2 separate regions of the Zea mays genome follow, and region 2 is linked to region 1. The links are chromatin contacts, called in public Hi-C maps. All regions are on one chromosome and are shown on one strand. The core of a region is the stretch at or near the end of the contact, and the rest is flanking DNA. Distances in the headings are between cores, read along the strand shown. Region 1 holds the start of LOC100192628. Region 2 holds the start of LOC103636409 (pectin acetylesterase 5).

Region 1 (6,026 bases), core at 1,844-4,343:
GAACAGCCCCAATGACCTTATCCTCAGCTGCAATGTATAATCGGAATGGTACTCCTGCTCGTGGTGCTTTTAATACGGGAGCCGAAGATAAGTATTTTTTGATGAGATCAAATGCTTTTTGTTGTTCTGCCCCCAAGCGAATTCGGCATCATTCTTAAGCCAAAGAATAGGGGTGAACGCATCAATCTTCCCGGCTAGGTTAGAAATAAACCTTCGTAAATAATTCACCTTGTCGAGAAACCTCTGTACCTCGACCTTACAGGTCGGAGGTCCCACATTCTGAATAGTCTTGATTCGGTCAGGGTCTATCTCTATACCATGCTCATGTATGACAAATCCTAAAAACTTACCAGCCGACACTCCAAAAGCACATTTACGTGAGTTCATTTTCAAATCATACTGACGCATTTTATCAAAGGCTTTGCGCAAATCAGCTATATGAGAACTAAACTCAGCCGATTTGACTACAATATCATCAATGCATTTATACTGATCTTGCTTCTTCCTATAATGACAAGGTCGCTTGATTGAGCATCAAAGTTTTTTTCGCAAGCCACTTAGTCATAAAATGTAATTATCTCCGTTAGAATAAATTATATACTTTGATGTAGAAAGGTGTATCATAGTCATTTAGATTAGTAGCATATAAGACTGACTCTAGCAGAATGCATATAAGGTCACGGATGTGTATTTTGTGTGATTGTATTCAACTATTCACGCTTCAGCGGCTCAAGATCCATTCACACAAAATGAGCTTTCGACTCCTAATCGTGCATTCTCCCGGCTATTGCAAGTGATGTTGGATGCGCCATGATGTGCATGCAAATGCGAAAAGTAGGGGTGGGCACTTTTTTACCATAAACCGAAAACCGAACCGAACCGTACCGAACCGAACCGAAATTTCGGTTTTTTCGGTAGTTCGGTTCGGTTTCGGTTTTTGTATCTCAAAAGTTCGGTTTTCGGTATCGTAATCGGTTTTCACCGTATACCAAACCGAAATACCAAAAAACCGAATTACCTATCTTTATCAATTCTAAAATTTGGCTATTCGATTATGTGAACTAAATGTGTGAAACAATTAAATTGTTATTCACTTATTTATATGTGATGTATGATGCATCTATAAATATTTGCACATATATAATTTTTACTTTTTAAAATTATGTGTAATCTATCATATAAACTTTTTGTATATGTTATCGTGAGTATAAGTTTGGTATTCGGTTTTTACCGAAAAACCGAAGTAAAAAACCGAAACCGAACTTCTCGGTTTTTCATTTTCAAGAAAACCGATCGGTATCTAATGTCTAGAAAACCGAAGTTTTTTAAAACCGAAAAACCGAACCGAAGTTTCAAAAAAAACCGAATGCCCAGCCCTAGCGAAAAGTACTACTTTGTGCATGCGTGGTGGAGGGCCACCGGGGATATCCTAACATGTTTGTCGTGTAACATCTTGGTATGACCCGTATTGAGGATTGGGAATTGTAAGCTAAAAATTTAAACATGTAAGAAAGTAAATTCTAATTATCTCTACTATATTAAAACACCAGTTTCAAACGGTCGTCCCGCGTTAATATTTTTCAAAAAAACCCTTTACATTTCTTTAAAATCAACCCGCACTCCTATAATCTCTTATCTACTACTATAATAGAAGACTTTATGTAAAAATAAGGTGAAATTATGTATAAGTGAGTGTTTGAGCATTGGTTGTTGGTTCCATATTCATACCCAACTAATAAACAGAAAACATATATTTTGTGCTTTATTAAAACAATAGCTACTCCATTCGTCCATCATCGCTCTCGTGCACATGTCTCTGCTTCCCTCTACACTTTCCGGTTAAAATAAGATAAAATTATGCAAAATAAGGTTTGAACATGTTTTTTGCGTAGAAAGCCGTGAGAAGTCCACAACTTCATCAAGTGTTTGTCAATTACTCCAATTTGTTCTTAGAGTTAATATGCGGACTAGTAACAACAACTCGATAGGTCAGTAGATGTGTAGCCAAGAACAAGTAGTGTGGTCTTGATCGACTGTTTTTAGAAGAAAAAAACATGAGAGAGGTTAGCTGGAAGGTCAAATACAACTCATCGGTTGATCGAACTTTGTAATCTTTAGGTTAGCTATGTTTTATTACCTTGGGCAGCTAAAACACTCTGTCATTTGCGTATTGCATTGTATTGCGAGGAATACTACAAGGCGACATCGCGCACGGGACATGCTCTCGGGTCTCAACAACAACAATGCCAACGACGTAACGTCGTCTGTGTTAGTGAAGTGGCACCATCATCGAGTTCAGTGGGAGGAAGTATGTGGACTGCCTGAGAAAATGATGGGCAAAATCAAGAATGATTTCAATATTGGATTCTGGGAGGCTTACTTACCTATGATGTGTTATCATTGAGGTTTGTTTTTTGGTGGGGCGGCATTTTGTTGAATTGGTCGTGGTTCTGCAAGTGAGAACTCATCAGATGAGTGATGACATCAAGAAGCTCAATGCAACACAATCAATGTTTTTTTCTAATTAAGTTTTTAATCATAATCTAGATATAAGTTTAGTTTGTATTGATTGTTGCAAGTAATTTATGAGATATTAAGATTGATAAAAATATATGTATTGTTTATTTCTATATAATCGTTATGCACTAATATTTTATCAGATATTTGTGTGCCATCGTATCATATTGTACTACTGTATACTTGTACTCTGATGCATTTGTGCAAACAGGCATTTGATGTAAGCAAGACGACGACCCATAAATGCAAAGCTACCAAAGTACCATGTGAGCATAGCTATCAGCACATCGGTTGAGTTATATGATCCTTATAAGTCATCTGGGAGACTGGGACTTCATTTTTTCATTTTAAAGGTATGAAATATATTTAAACAACTATCTTATTTAGATAAAATCTAACTACGTGATATATAGAAGACAAAAAACACTTTTTATTGGGCTATAGGTTTCCGCTGCTCCGTCGCCACGGCCCGCGAGACGCGCAATGGGAATCATCCGACCCGAGATCGCTTTCCATTCCCATCGCTTCTCTTCTCCACACGAACTCACTCTTGAGAGATAGAGCGAAACACAAAGCAGGCAAAAAAAAAAAGGATAGAGAGAAAAAATCATTCTCGTTTCTCTCACTCCGCTATACCCCCGCCCGAATCGATGGAGATTAGGGCTCCGCCAACGAGCCTCAGTCTCGCGCCGCCGCCCGCCTCCGCCAGCTTCCGCCGAACACCGCTTAGGACCTTCTTCCTTAACGGCAGCGGTGCGTGCTTCGATTCCGTACCCCAGCCACTTCTTCATATCCTTTCTGTCTTGTGGCTGGCGATTGGTGCTTGAGGCCTTTGTCTGGGGAATCTGTTATGGCGCCGCCTAATCCTCCTCAGTGTCTCCTTACCGCATGCTAATCTAGCGGAACATTTGTTGTCTGGGATGCTCAGTTCTACTGCTGCAATTGTTGAACCAGTGTGAACAGTGGCGTCAGTTGGGCTGTGAGGGTCAATGCCTTTGTTGCCAGCCATCCATGAAATGAATATGTTGTTATGGCGAACTATCATATGCAACATTATTTATGTAATAGCCACCTGTTTACATCATGAGCAAATATGAGCGGATGAGCCTAGACTTGGTTGAATTTGCAACTGTACAGGTCGCAATTTATATATAAATAAATTGATAGCTTTCTGGTTTACAGTGGAAAAAAATGAATCTAGCGCCTCTCGACTTGTAATAAGCGAAGCTATGTTTTGATATGTGAAGTGGAAGCATCTTTTGCTTACCTGAAGCTATTGGAGACTGTTGATTCTCACTGCACTGCATGGTTTTCAACACCGCAACAGGATCCTATTTTTTCCCTGGAACATTTTCATCATGTGTGATGCTAATCTGTTGACACCACTGCTCGTGCTTTGATTCTACAGAATGTTAATGTTTGATTTTTCTCATGCCTGTTGATCCTAGTTGAGTTCCGCACATGATTGATATGGTTCTACAGAATGTTAATGTTTGATTTTTCTCATGCCTGTCCATGTTGTAGTGCACATGCTCAGACTATTGAACAAAATAATAACGTATTGGTTGAGAGCTCTACAAAGCGCAGAGTGCAATGATACGGGGATAGTTTATAAATCTGTGTCTATGACTGCTAACTTACCCTTCCTTGTGCTCTACAGTTTCACTTAAAGTTGTGCAAGTACGACAATCAAATGTCAACAGATTTAAGTGCAATAGCATACAAAGTAACCTCTTTGATAGACTAACGAGGGTTGCCAGGGTGAGCAGTATTTATTCCATCATTATGTTATTTGCAATAGCCACTTTTTCATATGTAATCTAAAGTTTTGGCTTTTGGGCACCTCGGTTTGTCTAGTCCTACGCAAATGCAGTTCTAAGTTCATTTGAGGACCCTGAGAAGATTCTCGAGCAGGCAGTTCTCGAGATGAACGATGACTTGACAAAGATGAGGCAGGCCACAGCACAGGTTTGTTGTGACTGCAGTCAGTATAATTGGTAGAGCATTTTCTTTCTTTCCAATAGTGTCAGATGTTGTCTTTTCCAAGCTCCAACACATTTTTTTCTATCATCTTCAAAGTGTTATTACATAAATAATTAACGTTGGTGCGACATGCTAGTTTGTTTGCGGCCTCTTACATCACACACTTCTACTCTTTTGTTTCATCTCTTGTTATGCTTGTGAAACGGAAAATTGATTCTATTTTACGGATTCTTGTTTTGATAGGTCTTGGCGTCTCAAAAGCGGCTTGAGAATAAATACAAAGCTGCAGAACAAGCTTCTGCTGATTGGTATGGTTATGGTTTATGACAGCGAACTGAACCGTGACTTGTTTGCTTTTCAGTAAATGGATATTATTTTTTGTCAAAGTGTAGGTATCGAAGGGCTCAACTTGCTCTTCAAAAGGGTGACGAGGATCTTGCTCGCGAAGCCCTTAAGCGGCGTAAATCATATGCTGTATGTGTCATTGATGATGTGTAGTACAATGTGCTTGTTTTAGGTTTTCTTACCACATTGATTCGAATAGAATTTATGTTACATTATCTATGCGACATGTTTTTTTTCAACAGTCTATGCTGTTGAATCAACATATCAAATTGTATTGCGTGATTGTTTGCTTAGGACAATGCAAGCTCCTTAAGGTCCCAGCTTGATCAGCAGAAGGGTGTAGTTGAAAATCTGATTTCAAATACCCGGGTGAGTTACTATTTTGAACTGCTAGAACAGTATTTACTCTTTTCGGTGTCCTTATTATATTTGTTGGTACAGTTCTATGTGTTCATGTAGTGCACCAGGTGAAAGGTGCTCAACGAGTATTATTTAATTATTAACCACTGGAGTATGCCATTATGTAGGTTCTTGAGAGCAAGATAGCAGAGGCCAAGCAGAAAAAGGATACGCTTAAAGCTCGTGCTCAATCAGCAAAGTATGCATTTATTATTTCTTGGTTACTTTTTGTGATATGTTTCTTTGTGCTGTGGACACAGACAAATGTGGATCTTGTTTCACTTCAGGACTGCCACAAAAGTGAGCGAAATGTTGGGCAACGTGAATACAAGTAGCGCCCTTTCTGCATTTGAGAAAATGGAGGAAAAAGGTACTCCCTTGATTTAACCCTTTTTTCCAACTATTACTGTCCCTTATGTTTTATATGGTAATATTAGTCTTTTTTCATGGCTGGTTTGCTGCCATTGGTTTTGGTTTAGAGCAGGACATGCCCTAATACTCTATGTTGAACATAGCTTGCAACTCTACATTCTACAATCAAGGAGTTACTATTATAAGTCTATAACACTGAGGTCAGCTAGAGCATACGCATTATACAGTTACAAGGTTCCATACTTCAGCAGCCAGAAATTGAATACAGAAGGTTGCTGTCATAATACCAGTAGTCAACCTCGAGCCCCTAAAAAAGTTATTCCTCGTTTGTCATCAAGTTGTTAGCTGCAATAACTTCACCAGAGTACTAGTGCCATTTTCCTTTTAGAAGCTTCGAAAGTTTGGCAGTG
Region 2 (6,026 bases), core at 1,466-3,965, 150 kb before region 1:
AGAAATATACTTCATTTAGTGAAGTACAATGCTAATTGGCCATACTAATTTTTAGGGACTTACTCGTCAATAAAAAATCCAGCATCAGAAAGGCATTTAACTGAAACTTCATGAGGAAACCGTCCATGGAAATTATCACAGTGCAGTAGCGCAGCTAGAGAACCAGCAGAACAGCCTGTAAGCAAGGCCTGGAAAGCAGGGGAAAATAAAGTTGGACGTGGCTCTTGGTTAGGACTTGTGTGGTCAATCTTTGTGCAATTATTGGACAAACTATACGAAATCGATGGAATACCTGTTTAGCAGCGTCCATTCCTTTTCCCATGAGTTCATCTACAACTGCTTTCCAGATACGTAATCCTCTGAAGAAAAGTTTGGTTCCATCCTATACATATGGCAGTACAGCATCAGTTTGAGAAATTAAGATGGTCAGTTCAAACCAGAATTAAAAAGATTCACCAGATCTCCCCCCTCTGCATCCCCAGCAAATGATGCTCCGTCGCAGTACCTTATGACAACTGTATTCCAGTTGTAGAAATCTGATGACAACTGACTCAAATTAGTGCAAAGACGCATTTATCAGGCAGTAGGATCACAAACACAATTCAAAACTTGATGACTAGTGCAAAGCGTTACTGCATCTGCATTATTCCAAATTCCAATATGAATAGTTGGGACATGGGAAACGATAACAGACTATGTAGGTGCTCCAAAGGGCATGTTCCTTTCATTCCCAATCCAAGTGGACTGGAGAGGATCAAAGGGAAAATCCCCCTGGCATATCCCCCTATTGACGAACATGCCCTAAAAGAAGCATCTTGATGGAGACAGTAGGAAATCCATGACAGAACCAGCTTTCTATACCAGGATTTTCTGTGTGATCATTGCTGAGTATCCCAGTGAAGTTTACTGCTCCCATATACTTAGATGAACCGAAGTTGGTCATTTTGCGCTCGGAGCAGCTCTGCGTGGTGTTGCACCAACCTCCTCCCTGAGATATATCAGTGGAAAATCAGTAGGCATATTAGACATGTTATGCCATTATGCTGGAACGAACTCGTTTAAGCTCAACCAATTTGTTGTTTTTTTTTGTTCAGCTGGATATCACTATCTCAAAATCTTAGAGACTACCCCATATGTTTTGTTCATATCTCAGTCACCAAAGCTCTTCACATCATCAGATGATCTTTTGTTGGGCTTGAATGATTTTCTGTAACAGTTTACATGTAATTGGCATGCAGGCTATACATAACAGCTTGATACAATTGGAAGAGAGCATTCGGTCACCTCAAGGAAGACGAGCCAGTTGTGAGCTCCGGAACCGAATCCTCTCCGAAGGTGGTAACCAGGCGGGGTCCCATCCAAGCACACTGCAACGCGATGAAGCAGGCCACGGCGATCAGTATCCGGCTCCAGACGTGCCGCCGATCGGAAAGAAAAAGGAGGCTACGGTTAGTTTGACCGAATACCCGCTCCCTTCCCCCGAGCGCCGGCGAGGAGTGTCAAGTCAACGAGCCTCGATGAGCTGGCCGGTGCCGCCACCGGTGAGCGGGAGAAGGCGACAGCGGCCAGGAGGAGCGCGTGCAGGGGCGCGGCCACGACGACGGCGAGAGCGCGTCGACGCTGCTGGTGCGGGATGAGCGGCGACAGTAGCTCGGTGGCCATGACCGTCGCGCGCGGGAGGAGCTAGTAGCTAGAGGAAAAGTGTGGAAGCCATGCTTGAAAGCCCGAACCCACCTACTACCATGCCATGCCATGCCAGTTTGCGAGAAGTATCAGGCTGGAAGAGGTCAAACTGATGCGCAGTTTCTCCAGAAAAAAAAAACAGATGGTTGAGTGGTTCCAAACTACTATATGCAGTATAGAAATCGTTGGTGTGCCAATCGAGAGTGACGAATTACGACAAGCTACGGTCCTCCTGTTTTCAGACATGTGGTTCAACTCCGATCTTTCTTGCCGAGATTCTTACCATGTCGGACCCCGAATCTCCTGACGGGCGACGAGACGACAGAAATCAGAATTGCAGTCCCGTTCTGCTCCTGGAGGCCCCGCCCGCGGCTTCGCCATGGAGACGCGCGGCAAGCGGCTCCTCTTCCCCGTTCTACTGGTTCTCATCGCCGCTGCCGCGGCTCCGTCCGCCATGTCCCGTGACGAGAGAGAGGTGATGGAGGTGTCCGGTGCGGCGGTGTGCCGGACGGGGTTGTGCGGGTGGCCCAGCCCCAGCTCACGGATCTCCACTTCAGCGTGCACCATGCGGAGCGCGCCTACGACTTCCGGCGGTATGTCGGCCCGGCGATGGCCATGGTCAACCCCGACCTCGTGCCGATCACAGGGGACCTTAACTGGTATGCCGTACATCCCTACCTCCCTCCTTCCCGCCGCCGCCGTCCTTGGCACACGTCCTCAGTTTGGTTCCTCACGGTTTCAGGGCTTGTCAATGAAAGATGGAATTACTCAATTTGTAAATGAGCTGATGTTTTCAGCGATCCAGACGATGGTGGCGCAGGCCTTGGCCAGCTCCGCCGTGGTGCGCATCTTGGGCCACCAGGGTTCGTCCTTGAGGCTTGAGGTCGGCGTGGCGACCTCGCGTGCCTCCTTCCACCACGCCTGCAGCTCCACGTCGGCCTGCAGCGCGCCGTCGTTGGGGTAGTAGATGGCCAGGTACTCCGTCACGCACTGCTCGATGGCGTGCCAGACGGCCAGCCCGTCCGACGCGTACGGGTAGTCCTCCATCAGCAGCAGCAGCACCTTGTACGGGCTCGACGGATCTGGAACGGCCATTCCTCTGCATTGGCAATATTAGCATTGTTTAATGCATTGTTCTCTCTTCTGGACTACGCTGATGGTCGATCTCAATTCTCAATGACAGAGTAGATTATTACATCTTGATCAGGTCGTCGGGGAGTACCTGCTCGGTGAAGTTCCATCTTCCGTAGACTGGCGCGGGAAGAAGGTCCTCTCTAAAAAGCCGCCGGCGTTGACGAGCAGCTGGCGCGCGCTGGAGTATTGACATCAGTTCGAGGTCCTGTAGGAATGCCCTACTCGTACTATATATCTTGGGCGAGTGCTTGCTGAAATAATCGGACATGGCCGGTGGGGCTCTCTACCGCGACCTGGTACAGGAGCGACTCTCCTCTGTGTACGTCCGGACGGCACAGTAGAAAAGAGCTCATAGACTGCGGCACCTATAAATTATCACTGGCGGTTTCGGGTTATCGCGCGCCAGTAAAAAACGAGGTGGGTCCGGCTTGGGAACCGCCAGTGGAAACCTATTTCCACTGGCGGTTATCTTAACAGAACCGCCAGTGGAAACCAATTTCCACTAGCGGTTGGTGTAACACAACCGCCAGTGGAAATACCCTATTTCCACTGGCGGTTGTGTTAAAATAACCGCCAGTGGAAATTGGTTTCCACTGGCGGTTTTTCAAGCCAACCGCCAGTGAACTGTATGTTATAAATAACCCTCTTCTTCCCCCCGACAGTGAACTGTATGCTCGCAGCCAGCTTCCATTGGAGGCGATTTTGGAGGTCCAGATTTCACAAAAATATAAGGGGGGAGGTTTTGGTCTTCATTTCTTGGAAGAAGGTGGATAAGAAAGGTTGGTTTATGTTTCTTTGTCAATTTTTGTTCATTCTTGCTCAATTTTAGCCACATTTTGGATCTAGGGTTTTATATGTGAGAGAGAAGAGTATAGCTAGGTAATTTTCTCTATTTCCTCAAATGAGGCTGCTTAAGATGGTTAGTTTTTGTCTATTCCCTCTCCTTTTTCATGTTTAGTTCTCAAATAAGTTTATCCATAACACATATTTAATTGCTTTATGAATGGTGAATGTGTTGTATGGAAGGTTGGATATATAAGGTTGAATGTGTTTCTCAAATAAGTTCATTTTCATTTGCACATCCAGAATGCCCGTTCTTGCACTGATTTTACACAGAGCAGAGCATCATGCTGGAGCCTACCGATCAATATGTATTGTATATATACATGCATGGTAATCTGACTTGCCAAGAAAACTTCGGACTGGAAGGGTAGGCATCAGATGTCGCACTCCAGCGCGTCCTTCTCCATGGATAGTGTCACAGTCGCCTCTTCCTCATCCTCCAACCCCGCCTCTTCCTCATCCTCCACCACCACCTTGGCTTTCTTTGGAGTGCCGCCGTAGAGAAGCCCGCCTCTTCCTCATCCTCCATAGAGAAGTCGTGGTCTTTTCCCGGTCATGGTCTTTTTCCCGGTCATGGTTTATCACCAGATCTGATACTTGTGAAAGAACTTCACACCAATGGTGATGAGAGACGCGAAGCCAGGAGACGACGTAGTATTTAAACACTGCAAGAACGGGCATTCTAGTGACAGAGGAGGGAGAGAGAGGGAAGAGAGAGGAGGGAGAGAGGAGAGAGAGATAGGAGAGAGAGAGATAGAGGAGAGAGAGGAGAGAGAGAGGATAGAGAGAGGAGAGAGAGAGGGTTTCACATTTTAGCCACATTTTTGGATATAGGGTTTCACCATGTGTTTTATGTTACTTTTTTATAGGTGATGATAGAGAGGATATCCTGGATGTATAACTTATCAAGGCTAGATCCATCATACATATATGAGGTCCATAAGTTTATTGTTGTCGCTAAGAACCATGCTTGGAGAACAAAGACAAAGCACATATATTGTCTATGCATGGACTGCAAAAATGCTGTTGTATTTGATGACACAGAACAAATCATATCTCATCTGGTATGCCGAGGATTTGTGAAGGATTACATAATTTGGACAAAGCATGGAGAGGGTAGCTCTTCGCCTTATACAGCTGGAAACCCTGCGAACATCGACGACAGCTTTCAGTTCGTTCACGAGACACAACAACCTCTTCCACAGAGCGAACATGTAGTGCCAAATGTTACTGATCATGGTTACGCCGGAGGAAATGAACGTGAAAGAACCCATGTTCTGCCAAATGTTATGGACGAGGAAGATGCAGAGTTGTTAGAGGCAATGTTGCGTCGTCATACAGATCCATCGATGTTCTTCATGAAAGGTATGGAGTCCCTGAAGAAGGCAGCAGAAGAGCCTTTGTACGACGAGTCTAAGGGCTGTACCAAAGAGTTCACGACGCTCCGGTCTGTGTTAAAGTTGTTGATGTTAAAAGCTAGATATGGTCTGTCTGATGCTGGCTTCGATGCGTTCTTGAGTATTGTCGCAGACATGCTTCCAAAGGAGAACAAAGTGTCTGCTAACACGTACTATGCAAAGAAACTAATCAGTCCACTCACTATGGGCGTGGAGAAGATCCACGCGTGTAGAAATCACTGTATCCTTTATCGAGGTGATGATTATAAAGACTTGGAGAGCTGCCCAAAGTGTGGTGCAAGTAGGTACAAGACGAATAAAGACTATCGAGAGGAAGAGTGTGTTGCATCTGTGTCTAAAGGGAAGAAGCGAAAGAAAGCCAAAAAGAAGACTTCAAAATCCACGAGCAAAGAAAAGGAAGAAGTAGACTATTATGCGCTCAAAAAGATTCCTGCTTTGGTGATTTGGTACCTCCCCGTCGTCGATCGATTGAGGTGTTTGTTCGCTAACCCTGAGGATGCCAAACTTATGAGCTGGCATGCTTCTGATGAGCACAAAAACGATGGGAAGCTTCGACATCCAGCCGATGGGAAGCAGTGGCAAGATTTCAATGAGAACCACCGAGACTTTGCTGATGAACCAAGAAATGTTAGGTTCACACTGAGTACTGATGGAATGAATCCATTTGCTGAAAGGAGCAGCAAGCATAGCACATGGCCAGTGATCCTCACCTATACAACCTTCCTTCATGGTTGATGCAGAAACGGAAGTACATTTTGCTAACCATGCTTATTTCTGGACCTACACAACCTGGAGTTGATATGGATGTATTTTTAGAGCCCTTAATGGAGGATATGAAAATATTGTGGGTAACGGGTGTTCAAATGTTGGATGAGTATCGTAAAGATTCATTCACGCTGAGAGCAATTATTTTTGTTACGATCAACGATTACCCTGCACTCTTCACAT

Evidence for each region. A called contact is a pair of places that touch in the nucleus more often than the background predicts.
Region 2: a contact with region 1 is called in a Hi-C map of ear, with 2.3 times the contacts expected there. The contact joins the promoter of LOC103636409 here to the promoter of LOC100192628 in region 1. A contact is called at or near these places in 3 of 25 Hi-C or Micro-C datasets (bundle sheath, ear and tassel).

What each region holds. Positions count from the first base shown.
Region 1 is chr8:170,685,789-170,691,814 of Zm-B73-REFERENCE-NAM-5.0, reverse strand. LOC100192628 reads left to right here and starts at 3,093. Exons shown (of 11, transcript NM_001367079.1): 1 at 3,093-3,270; 2 at 4,178-4,278; 3 at 4,375-4,485; 4 at 4,744-4,808; 5 at 4,893-4,974; 6 at 5,140-5,214; 7 at 5,373-5,443; 8 at 5,532-5,614. The coding sequence starts at 3,168.
Region 2 is chr8:170,836,863-170,842,888 of Zm-B73-REFERENCE-NAM-5.0, reverse strand. It overlaps LOC103636409 (pectin acetylesterase 5), which reads right to left and starts at 2,715. Exons shown (of 12, transcript XM_035961915.1): 1 at 2,452-2,715; 2 at 1,285-1,367; 3 at 862-988; 4 at 457-536; 5 at 293-382; 6 at 64-188. The coding sequence starts at 2,452.